Linked DNA regions of Muntiacus reevesi: regions 2 and 3 are each linked to region 1. Evidence: chromatin contacts called from public Hi-C data. All regions are on one chromosome and are shown on one strand. Each heading gives the region's core, a stretch centred on a gene start, on an enhancer-like site or on the middle of the called end of the contact. The rest is flanking DNA. Distances are from core to core; before and after follow the strand shown.

Region 1 (4,168 bases), core at 625-3,124:
TTTTGGACACTGTTATTTTATTACAACAACAGAGTGCTGCAAATATAAAAATTAAGAGGATATATATATAGTCCCTGGCATCAAAGAGTTCAATTTGTATAGGATATGCAAGTAATCACTGCAAAACTTAAGTGTTATAATAGCAGATACATACTATGCTAAGCCCCTTGAGTGAAGAAACCAGGAATATATGTTTCTGTAATCTCTATACTTAGTACAGTGTCTGACATATAATATGTTGATGATGAATGAATGCATGCTTTCCTTTAGTAGCTAGGTCATGTCCAACTCTTTTGCAACCACATGGACTATATAGTCCACCAAGCTTCTCTGTCCATGGGATCTTCCAGGCAAGAATACTGGATTGGGTTGCCACTTCCTTCTCCAGAGGATCTTCCCAACCCAGATATTGAACTGGTGCCTCCTGCGACTGCAGGTGGATTCCTTACTACTGAGCCACCCGGGAGGCCCCAAATGAATGCATACATGCTAGAGAAAAGAAAGGCAATGTTAACTGCCAAGTGTTTGTTTATAAAGCAAGGAATATCTAACTTGGGTCTAGCAAGGTGAGTAGGAATTTACATTTGGCATTTCAGGTAGAAAGTCAAGCACAAAGAGACAAAAATTGAAAGAGCATGCAAGCAACAAACTAAGCATGACTGCATGGAATGTTCCTGCAGGGGATGAGACAGCAAATGTAAGTGGGGTCACGTTATATTACATAAGCAATACAAGCAGTGACAAGGTTTGGAAGTGCACCATGACTATATCTACTTTGGCAAGAGTATGAATGAACTCTAAGAGAGAAAACTGGAGGCTGGAAGTTCGGTTTAAGAGTCACTGCTATGGTTAAGGCAAGAGATAATGAGGGCAGGATTGAAACCACTCATTTATACGAACAGATTGATCTAGAAACTGGTGGCTCCTGACCCCTGCAAACTAAATCTAGAGAAAAAATCTGAGGAAGTTGTTGAGGCCTAATGTTACCATTGTTTAGAGCTCATCTCTAATTCGAAGTGATGGTACTGACCATTCTTCCTCCCCTGTGTCCTTAAAGCCGCACAGTTATTACTGCACTAACTTATCCTCAGAAAAGATAGTTGTTTGCAGCATCTCCTCATCTTTTGGTAACTGAAGCGTCAAATTTGATATTTTGGGGAGATGATCACTGATAAGGGAAAAGAATCAATAAATTGTGCATAGTCTCCTCGTGTCTGCGAGGAGATTATTCTCAATCAAGAATAATCTTTTCAGAGACGCCTACCTAAGTATTACATGCGAAAACCACACTGTCCAGGGCCTAGACAGGGACACCTTTGTATTTGTGTATTATGCTCTAACGTGCCTGAAGTCTCCGGCCTCTGAAAAAACGTTAAAAAGTCTCAAGCTCAACTTTATTATAAAACTACCCCTGTTGGTAGCAAAACAGATGAGCACAGGCCAGGGTGAATATGCCTTTCAATAAAGAGAATTAAAGGATGGCAGGGTCCTGGATGAGCGGGACTGCGCTGCCTCAGGCCCCACCAGCACCCTGCGCCCGCGCTCGTACAGGGAAGCCGCTCTCGAACCACCGCAGAGAGTGCCGGGCGGGAGCCACGGCCGGGAGAGGCCGAAGAGGCGGCAGCACGAGCCAGAGGAACGGCCCCCGCGTCTCCGGATCCATTCCGTGCCTCTCCGCTCCACCACCCCCAGGAAGTCGTTGCAGTGACCACTCTGCAGTAATTCTCAGAGAGAAGCTAACAGGGTGGTTACCTGGAGTCACTGCAGAGACGACTACCGGCCGGAGAAAACGAAGTTCTGCACCCAGCGGCCCAGGCGCCCGCCACGGCGACCCTTCCCGATCCCACAGGACTCCGGGCGCGCGTTGATAACGTCACTTCCGCCAGTTTCACCCTCTACTTTAGCAAGCTGCCCACGAGGGGCGCCGGCGGTGGTTAAGTGTGGGCGCTTTGTGACTTCCTCTGACTCCCTTGGATACTCGACTTTAGAGAAACAAGAGGCGGGGCGCAGCGCTTCTGGCTTCCGGGAGAGGCCACCCTGCCAGAAAATGTTGATTGGTCGCTGCTGTAGACAAGATATTGATTTTTAAATATTGACTGTTTAAACCAACTAGCGGTGTGACATTGAGCAAGTTAGCAGACCGCTCCACCTCAGGTTCTTCGTGTATAGGATGGAATGGTAATAGGGCTTGTCCTCTAAGAACAGTGTGAGAAGAATTAAGGAAATGCATGAACAGTGCCTGGTGAGCAGTAAGAGGTGTTCTCTATTCTCAAACATGTGGAATGATTAAAAAAAGAAAAAACCAGATAGCGTGCTGCCATCTTATGAAGTCTTTTCACATTTGTCACAAGAACTATAGGTAAAGTTAGATCCCAGAGGACCTCTCCGATGGTTCAGTTCAGTTCAGTCGCTCAGTCGTGTCAGACTCTTTGTGACTCCATGGACTGCAGCGCCCGGCTTTCCGGTCCATCACCAGCTCCGAGAGCTTGCTCAGACTCGCATTCATCGAGTCGGTGATGCCATCCAACCATCTCATCCTCTGTCTTCCGGTACTCCCTGCCTTCAATCTTTCCCAGCATCAGGGTCTTTTCCAATGAGTCAGTTCTTCGCATCAGGTAGCCAAAGGATTGGAGCTTCAGCATCAGTCATTCCAATGAATATTCAGGACTGATTTCCTTTAGGATTGACAGGTTTAAGCTCCTTGCAGTCCAGGGGACTCTCTAGAGTCTTCTCCAGCACAAGAGTTCAAAAGCATCAATTCTTGTTCAAAAGCATCAATTCTTTGGCGCTCGGCTTTCTTTATAGTCCAACTCTCACATCCATACATGATTACTGGAAAAACCATAGCTTTGACTAGACAGACCTTTGTTGGCCAAGTAATGTCTCTGCTTTTTAATACACTGTCTAGGTCGGTCATAGCTTTTCTTCCAAGGAGCAAGCATCTTTGAATTTCTTGACTGCAGTCACCATCTGCAGTGATTTTGGAGCCCCCCAAAAATAAAGTCTGTCACTGTTTCCATTGTTTCCCCATCTATTTGCCATGAAGTGATGGGACCAGATGCCATGATCTTAAGGTTTTTGAATGTTGAGTTTTAAGCCAGCTTTTTCACTCTCCTCTTTCACTTTCATCAAGAGGCTCTTCAGTTCCTCTGCACTTTCTGCCATAAGGGTGGTGTTATCTGCATATCTGAGACTATTGATATTTCTCCCGGCAATCTTGATTCCAGCTTGTGCTTCATCCAGCCTGGCATTTCACATGATGTAGTCTGCACATAAGTTAAATAAGCAGGGTGACAACATACAGCCCTGATATACTCCTTTCCCTATTTGGAACCAGTTCATTGTTTCATGTCTGGTTCTAACTGTTGCTTCTTGACCTGTATACAGATTTCTCAGGAGGCAGGGAAGTTGGTCTGCTATTCTTATCTCTTTAGGAATTTTCCAGTTTGTTGTGATCCACACAGTCAAAGGCTTTGGCCTAGATAATAAAGTATAAATAAATGTTTTTCTGGAACTTTATTGCTTTTTTGATGATCCAGTGGATTTTGGGAATTTGATCTCTGCCTTTTCTAAATCCAGCTTGAACATCTGGAAGTTCTCAGTTCAAGTACTATTGAAGCCTAACTTGGAGCATTTTGAGCATTACTTTATTAGCGTGTGAGATGAGTGTAACTGTGCAGTAGTTTGAACACTCTTTGGCATTGCCTTTCTTTGGGATTGGAATGAAAACTGACCTTTTCCAGTCCTGTGGCCACTGCTGAGTTTTCCAAATTTGCTGGCATATTGAGTGCAGCACTTTCACAGCAGCATCTTTTAGGACTTGAAGTAGCTCAGCTGGAATTCCATCACCTCCACTAGCTTTGTCCGTAGTGATGCTTCCTAAGACCCACTTGACTTCACATTCCAGGATGTCTGGCTCTAGGTGAGTGATCACACCATTGTGGTTATCTGGGTCATAAAGATCTTTTTTGTATAGTTCTCCTGTGTATTCTTGCCACCTTTTCTCAATATCTTCTGCTTCTGTTAGGTCTATACCATTTCTGTCCTTTATTATGCCCATCTTTGCATGAAATGTTCCCTTGGTATCTCTAATATCCTATGGTTCATTTAGGCATAATCACAGGTTGTAATGCTTGTTAGCTTGCTTCCTTTGTACTTCACATAATCA
Region 2 (4,168 bases), core at 913-3,412, 570 kb after region 1:
TGTCTTTATTTAGCTCTTCCATGACCCCTTCCCTCCCCCTGTGCATTTCACAGGGCATTTATGACACTGATGACCTTAAGGGAAGTTAGTGCCTGTGCCACCAGAAATCCAGTTGAGGATTATCAGTAGCCTTAGCTAAGGGAGGAGAGCTAAATGGTTTTAAAACTCAGTCCTTGAAAGTTAAGTCTCATCCTGTATTAACTAACAATTTTTCTCCTAGGTCGCTGGATTTGTGACTGTTGTCAGCGAGCACCCCCAACACCCAGGAAAGTGGGCAGAAGGGGGAAAAACAGCAAAGAGGGGTAGTTTTTTTGACCCCAGTACTGTAATATGCATTTAAATGAAGTATTTGGTGCCAATTTATTTACAACATTCTCATTTTTATGCCAATAAAAGATTTTTAAATTACTTGCTTAAAATCTGCAAATTTATTTATAAGCCACTCTCACCCTGGAAACCAAGTAGAAAAATAGTTCCATCTTGCAAAAAGTCTTTATTTCTTAGTACTTTGGCTTTCTCCAGAAATTCAGTGGTAACATGCAGCTTAATTAGAAATACTTAACTATTACTCCATTAACCTAAAAGTTACTATTAGTTTAATGAAATTTTACTAATTTGTATCCTTTCTGGTCTACTACCACGGGTAGCAGAGCAGTTATTTAATAACGAAAGAATCTCCATAGGGGCCCAAGATAATAAAACTACCACCTGAGGAGATCTGGCGCAGCTGAGTTAAGAACCATCATTAACCGGCATGAGAACACCACCCGCCTACCAGGAAATCCTGTTGGGACAGCAGGTGCTGTCTCTACTTCGGGTGCAGACAGACAAGGGACTTTAGTTCACGGTCAGGCAAGTGTGGAGAGATGATTCCATTTCAGACTTATTTTTAGTAATTCTTTAAAGCTAACACACTAATTTATTTGTCTCTAGAGTAAAAACCTAAGTCACTGCAATCATCTAGTCACCTGACAAACTAATCAAAGTGGGGTTTAAACATTTTATTGTGCATATTCCTTTTACAGGAATTTTGATGCTTTATTAAAAGAAAACATATCGTGCTTGCTGCTTTGAGTACTTTTGGAGTGACTGAGGTAACTAAACTGTATGGCTTTATCCTTTCATCCCCCACTCAGAAAAGGTAACCAGAATGCCAACCAGGTCAGAGTAGCTAGGTTCACAGCGAAGTGCACTCAGCTTCGCAGATTACAAGTATTATACTCAAAAGAGTATGTTAAGCGAGTCAAAAAAGAATCTCAAGTACCAACTTCAAAATACTAATTAATATCGTCCAAAGCACAGACTCCTCTTCTTGAGACGCGTCTTCCGGGGCATAGGCGTGCTTGCGACTCGCATCAGTACCGTCCGAGTAGGCGGTCTCACCGAACGGATGCGGCTCGAACGTCGCGTCGTAGTAGACCTTCATCTCGAACTCGCTCTCGAGGTGGGACGGGTGCCCGTAGACACCGATGCCCACCGGGCGCCGGAAGTGCGCAGGGATGGAGACGGCGTCGGCGCCGCACGTGGCCGACTGCAGCTCGTACTCGTCGAAGCTGGGGTGCAGGGTGCTGTCGGACACGTACAGGTCCGCGTCGCCCCGCAGGCTGCGCATCCTGAGGACGATCTTCCCCTCGTGGTTTAACCTCAGGTAGCTGTAGTTCCCGGCTCCTACCTGACCCTGCACAACGTGCAGGAGGACCCAGCCCTCGGGCACCTCCTCCTCGTCCGAGGCCTGCGCCGAGGAGACGGCCTGCGACGCCAGGAGCAGTAGAAGCGCGCCCTTCCACGGAGCGGCCATGGCGGGGGCGCCAGGCGGGGGCCGTGCTCATCCGCGAGCGTCCTGCAGACAGACCACGGGGGGCGCTGAGCGCGTCCCGGCCGCCCCGAGGGGAGTCGCGGGGGCGGGAGGGGCAGAGGAGGGGAGCACGCCGCGGTCGCACAGAGCGGGCGGCGGGGGCGGGTGTCCGCCCCTGGACTCACCTCCTCTCCCCGCAGGCGCCGCGCCGGGAGCCTCCGGGCCGGGCGTCCGCGCCGGATGAGCCGGAAGGGAGGCGCGCCCGGAAGTGAGGCTTTCGGAGGAGGGCGGTGCCCGGAAGTTGACCGGCGCTCGGAAGTTAGGAAGGCTAGAACTTGACCAAGCGCCCGGAAGTGAGGCAGAGGCCGGATAGGGGTACTGCGTTGACTCTGGGTTATCGCGAGAATGGCGAAGGGGTGAGGACGCAGACCAGGGTTCGTAACCATGACGACGGGGGCGGGGCGCTGGGCCTAAACTGCCTGGTGTGCAGCCGGATTGTGAGTACACTTGGCCACCGGGCTGACTCAGGGATAGGTTTGAGGGGCCCAGGTGAGACGCAGGTGCGCCCGTTACCTGTTCTCTCTTAAAAGCGTGTTACTTCACGAACTACTCCTGAGAGAGGCTTTAAAATGCTGTTATGTTTATATTCAGGGTTTATTTTGTTAAACTTGGGATATGGTGTTAATGGGCGCCTATTGGCCACTGAAAAACACTTTCCCAAGAAAGATTATGTTCATTTTAGTATCATACTTTTGTGTTGATCCCAGTCCCCGTGTTTCATTTTGGAACGTGCTCAATCCCTTTTGTGGAAACAGGTGCAGTGTAAATAGTAAAAGCAGGCAGTGACTCTTGTGCCCCTTTTCGTAGAACCCGAGCTCTGCCAAGTAGATACACGGTGTGGGTTGGTCGGGTTGCTGAGGAGACTGTCATGTGTTGGGTTAAAAAATGTGTCCGTTGCCGCTTTGAAGTGTTACATCTATGTCACCTATAGGCGTGTAAAAGAGGCTTGAGAGACTTAAGACTGATTATCTGAGGGGAGTGGCGTTGATTTGCGTGAAGTTAGGGCAAGCTGCATCCAGGTGGGGAGTCACTGGTTTGGGCTGATGATGGCGGTAGCACTTGTGGACCTCCACACCTCCTCCTGCAAGAAGTATCTGGTACCTGTGACATTCTGCTCAACCTGGGCCATTTCCAAGTTTAACATTTTCAGGTAAAAAAAGCATATCAGACTGGAATACAGGGGAGTGTATAGAGATACATCGAGATGCATCAAGAAATGACTTTAAAACTTAAGCATCATTACTGTTATCGGTAGTCAGTGATTTGTGCTTGCCTAACAAGTGAGAGGGGAAATGGCAACCCACTCCTGTGTTCTTGCCTGGAGAATCCCAGGGACTGGGGAGCCTGGTGGGCTGCCGTCTATGGGGTCACACAGAGTCGGACACGACTGAAGCGACTTAGCAGCGGTAGCAGCAGCAAGTCATGGTATGGACTGAAAAAAATGCACAACCGAAAAGCTGGGATTATGTTTTATTCTGAGGACTTCAAGCCTGTAACACAGCATCTCAGATGGCTCTGAGAGACTGCTTTGGAGAGGCAAGGGGGGAGCCAGGATATATATAGGAGATTTTGTAACAAAGACCTGGTAGTCGGAACATCAAAAGATTACTGTTAATTAAAACCAGGGGTTTCGAAGAGCTGGACACAACTGGACGACTGATTAACAACAACAAAGAAAACCAGATATCTCCATTAAAGGAATCTAGCACTTTTCTATGTATGAGAAGATGCAAGAATCTGGGCTTATTGAAATCATTCCTTTAGTATGCACCTCAGCTGTCTCAGGCCAGTATCCTGTGCTTTCTCCTCCTGAGTCTCCTCAGGGTGCCCCAGTGGGAGGTTGTGATGTGATGGCTTGATGGCGACAGAGTCCTTAGTTTGCTGATATGGCAGCAACATTTTTTGTTCTCTTTCATTTTGTGGCATAAAAGTACAAAATTTGTGTTTTAAGAACCAATGGTTTGTAAAATCAGGCTTCTCTCAGCTGGGACAATAGAAAGAAGATATCTTTTTTTTTTTTCTTCATTAAAGCAGCTAAATATAACCTTTTAAAGTTTATTAACTTAGGAAAGGACTTAAAGACACAGGGCGGCCAGAGTATAATTTGGTGCTTTCATACCTTTATGAACCATTGCTTCATCTTATACTAGTTCTGTTCTCCATGGACCTAGAATTAGAACCTGTCTCCTATTCTGGTGAATGCAGAGAACTTTATATTTTCTTTAGCTACTAAGCAAGCCATCAAGGATACATTAATTATGGTGCCATATATCATTTTACTTTGGGCACTCAACCTAGTGTCTGATTGCCACA
Region 3 (4,168 bases), core at 783-3,282, 520 kb after region 1:
TGAGTTTCAACCGTGCAGGGACCCTCCTCTAAGTGTCTAAGCTTTAAAATGCCAACCACTTCCCTCAGCTCCCTCAGTCCTCTGGAGTGACTGCTTCCTGCAGCTGCCGTCTCAACCACACTTTCAGAGATCTCACTTTATCCTTTCACATAACTAGTTAACAATTTTATTTCTAGTTAACGCTTTATATCAAATGATCACAGTGTGAAAACTCCTGTGGTCTGTCTCTGGACAAATACACAAATATAACTCAAAAAGATTACATCCACAACAAAAGGGACTCCTTGCATTTTTTAAAAGCATTTCAACTCTAAAGGAATGAGCTGAAGTTCTGGAGTGACAGGAGACGTGCAGAAATGATATTTCTGCACAAAAACTCATCTACTCGACTAGTAAAGTGGGCCCTGGAATCTCACAACTGAGGTTGTAAGTAAAGTCTCTTTTGGTTGTAGACACTGGATCAACACAATCGTCCCTCAGACTCAACCAAACAGTAAGATCCCGGAGCAGAGAGACCAGGTCTTACATAACATTGTATGCCCAGGACACAGCAGATGCTGGAACATGATAAATGAAAAACAAGAGTTAAATGAATTATTGGCTCCTCCTATCCCGTCGGTGGGTCAGAGGGTAAAGAATCTGCCTGCAATGCAGGAGACTGGGGTTCAATCCTTGGGTTGGGAAGATCCCCTGGAGAAGGGAACGGCAACCCACTCCAGTACTCTTGCCTGGAGAATCCCATGGACAGAGGAGCCTGATGGGCTACAGTCCATGGGATTGCAGAGAGTCCTATATAACTGGGCAGTTAACACTTTCACCCTGAGTTGAAATGGACCTCTCTAAGGCTCCAAGACCTTCAGATTTGGAGAATGGCTACATTCTACTCCTACAAATAGACATGCAATTCTAGAAGCTGGCTTCTAGGTTAACTTTTTAAGCTCATATTCTCTTAGACAAGAAGAGAGTCTGCTGTTAATCGAGAAATAAAATTCAACCTCAAATCAACAAATAATACATGCTGCAACGCTTTAACTGCCACTCAAGACAATAAATCTCTCCTCTGTGTGTTACACCCAGGGACATGTCTGTCCTCCCACTAGAAGCCCCAAAGCCTGAATTTTTGTGTGTGTGTGTACCCCTCCGTGTCATCTTTAGTACTTCAGTGTCTTGCCCAGAGCAGCGTGGGATAGTGCAAATGATCTGTGCTTGAGAGCTAGAATGATCTGAATTTGAATTCTTCCTCAGACTCTTTTCTACTTCTTGCCTTGGAACCGCTAACATACCTGAGACTTTTAAGTGTAAAGCGGGGCAAAACATGACCACCTCCTATGATTGCAGTAATCAGAGATAATACTTGAGAAGCACCTAGCACACCGTACTCAGCAAGTAGCAGCTAGTGCTAAAAACTGCTCAGATAATCGATTGACACTGAAATCCCTCCGAGAGGAAAGTAAAATCTTTATTGTGAGGCAACCGCACTGAGGCAGCCAGTTAATGAGACCCTTTGACTTAGTTTTACGTTATCAAAGTGGCCTAAAGACGTCAACTACAATTCTTATTTGCAAGTGTGAACCAGAAGCGAGATCACCATACATACTTCCCACATCGCTAAGGGACCACGTAGAGGACACTTCCTTTAGGGACGAAGGGCAGTCAGAACAAAGGCTAAAAGCCACGGCGCGCTGCGCGTGCCCGTCCGCGGTCCCGGGAACAGCTCCTGGACTTGGCGGTCGCGGCAGCAGAGCTCTCCCACCCCCGCCGCCGCGCGCCCAGGGCGCAGGCTCGGTCCCCACGTCACGTCCTCGCAGACTTCAGCCGGGACCTGCGCCCCCGAACGCGAGGTCGGCGACACCAGAGAGCACGAGGGCGGAAGGGAGTCCAGCAGACGCCCACGTGGACGGACACGGCCCGCCCTCCTCAGCCGCGGCACTGGCTGCAGTCAAGACGATGCTTCCCGCGTCGCAGCCTGATGGACGAACTCAGGTGTTCTCTGGGACTGCCGCTACCTGGACTCTTCCTCCATGACTTCCGGCTCCCGGCCGCGGCGCCGAGGGATGACGCACTCACGCCACGCCCCTCCTTGAGGCGCATTTCCGCCTGGCGCGACGCACGCGCGAGACTGGAACTCGAGCGGAAAGCGGCAGAGGCGTTGGGGCGGCCGCGAAGGCCACCCGGGGCGCCGGCGGGATGGAGAAGCGGGGTAGGGGCGCGAAGGCGCCCTCGGTGTCGGCGCCTCAGCAGCCGCCGGTGACGCCTCGCAGAGAGAGGAGGCCTAGCATGTTCGAGAAGGAGGCAGTGAGTGCGAAGACGGGGCACGGGCCGACCTTGGGCTGCAGGACTCTCCCGCCTTTGTGGTGTAGACCCTCGAGCACCGCGTAAACCAAAACAACTGCTTCACTTCTCTTCAAATTTACTCAGCTCCAGGTTTCCCGAGAGGAACTTTTTCCAGAAATGCGTAATTTTAGTGTGTTTAATGTCATTACTGAAACCAGGGGCAGATTTATTAACCAGAAGCCGGTGTATGCGTGTTTTCTTAAAACAAGAATGTTTGGATATACCAAGCAGAACAATGAGATGTTTTGAGTTTTTGTTAACAGCAGCAGTCTTGAGTATTTGGAGAACATAAAAAGGAGAAAGTTAAATTGAAAATAATTCTTCCCATTAACTTACTATCTGAAATTCATGAATAATGTCATTCAGTTTTATTGGTGGTATAGCACCAGATTTCTATGTGACCGTAATCTGGAAACCATTAGTGATCAATACTCCATATTTTATTGAGTCTTTTAAGAGAGAAAATAATTTGTCCAAGGGTACAGAATTGTAGTAACAAAGCTGGGGCTTCTGGTCCACTTGTGTGACGGTTTTCATGCCTACTTAATGGGACCCATAATCAACACGATGGAGGAGAGAGAATTTTTGAAGATCTTGATTCCCTCTCCACCCCCACCCCTCCCCCAAAAGTCTTGGTAACATTTCAGGTTCTAATGAGTGCTTTTTGCTGTCTACGTTTTACAGAGGAAAGAGAAAAGGAGGAAAAGTAAGAAGGGCACGTTCACAAAACTAAGAGCACAGCAAGGCTGACTGCTTAATGTATTGGACTTAAAACTCATGCTCCCGAAAACCATACTGTATAAAAGTCTGAGTAACCATAGGTCACCTACAGTAATGAAAAGTATTTCTATTTTGAGCTGCCCTTTATAAACTTACTGTCTACTACTAAAGATTTGAAGTCTTGGAAAGTAAGTTTGAATCCAAAAGGAGGGGACGACAGACACATACATTTGGTGTACATGCCAGAATCTGGGGAGAAGGGGACATGGACAAGGCAGTGCTTTCTTATTTGATAATGAATGGGATTAATTATAGTTGTCTCTAAAGTCTGAGCTTTTACAGGTCAGAAATTTGAAAAGACGGATAAATGGGAAGAGACTAAGAAAAGGCTTCACAAATTCTCATTAAGTGTGCCTGAGGACAATGAGTTACTAATTATCATTCCTAACTTAGGTAGCTGATGACTCTCATGATCCTGAGCATAAGAAAAATTAGGACACACAATTTAATCATTATAAATATCTTTTGATTTTTTCTCTCCTGTGTCCATTTATTTTCTTTCATAGTAGCACCTCAGTTTTCTTTGGAGAATGAACTCATTCCCCATTGAATAGAGTTTTGGTGGGACTGTCTATCACCCTCCTTAACTTTATAGTGAGGATGAGACCAAGACTAAGCTGATTAGATGAACTCTCCCTGGAATAATTCAGGAAAATGACCGAGATTAATTTAAATTGAAGTGGCATACTGAAGTGCCTTAAGTGCCTGGTGCTTTAGCCTTCTCTTCCACTCTGTGAGTTACTTCATGTCTTTCCAGTTAGTTATGTATGTGGTTAACTGGTTAACAAGAATCAGTTCCTGTTGCTTGCCACCAACGATTCCAAAACCTTCAATTACTGTTAATTGAAAACTTGGTTAGTCTCACATGTCTACATACATTTGAAAATCTAAATATAGTGTTAAAAATGTAAAATGAGTGGAATCAACAGCAGATTTGACACAGTAGAACAGTATTAGTGAATTAGAGATGGCAGTCAGTTCATTCGCTTGGTCATGTCTGACTCTGTGACCCCATGAATCACAGCACGCCAGGCCTCCCTGTCTATCACCAACT

The links. A called contact is a pair of places that touch in the nucleus more often than the background predicts.
Region 2: a Hi-C map of muscle shows a contact between it and region 1, with 7 times the contacts expected there. The contact joins the promoter of WDR27 here to the promoter of TBP in region 1. A contact is called at or near these places in 2 of 3 Hi-C or Micro-C datasets (blood and muscle).
Region 3: a contact with region 1 is called in a Hi-C map of muscle, with 15 times the contacts expected there. The contact joins the promoter of ERMARD here to the promoter of TBP in region 1. A contact is called at or near these places in 2 of 3 Hi-C or Micro-C datasets (blood and muscle).

Annotation. Positions count from the first base shown.
Region 1 is chr3:156,128,425-156,132,592 of mMunRee1.1, forward strand. TBP (TATA-box binding protein) reads right to left here and starts at 1,875. Exons shown (of 8, transcript XM_065930944.1): 1 at 1,753-1,875.
Region 2 is chr3:156,693,794-156,697,961 of mMunRee1.1, forward strand. It overlaps WDR27 (WD repeat domain 27), which reads left to right and starts at 2,163. Exons shown (of 26, transcript XM_065930967.1): 1 at 2,163-2,211. The coding sequence starts at 2,201. C3H6orf120 (chromosome 3 C6orf120 homolog) reads right to left here and starts at 2,059. Exons shown (of 2, transcript XM_065930966.1): 1 at 1,981-2,059; 2 at 1-1,840. The coding sequence starts at 1,798. The coding sequence ends at 1,244. PHF10 (PHD finger protein 10) reads left to right here. Exons shown (of 11, transcript XM_065930965.1): 11 at 221-408. The coding sequence ends at 306.
Region 3 is chr3:156,651,246-156,655,413 of mMunRee1.1, forward strand. ERMARD (ER membrane associated RNA degradation) reads right to left here and starts at 2,033. Exons shown (of 18, transcript XM_065930962.1): 1 at 1,598-2,033. The coding sequence starts at 1,606. It overlaps DYNLT2 (dynein light chain Tctex-type 2), which reads left to right and starts at 2,053. Exons shown (of 4, transcript XM_065930961.1): 1 at 2,053-2,295. The coding sequence starts at 2,188.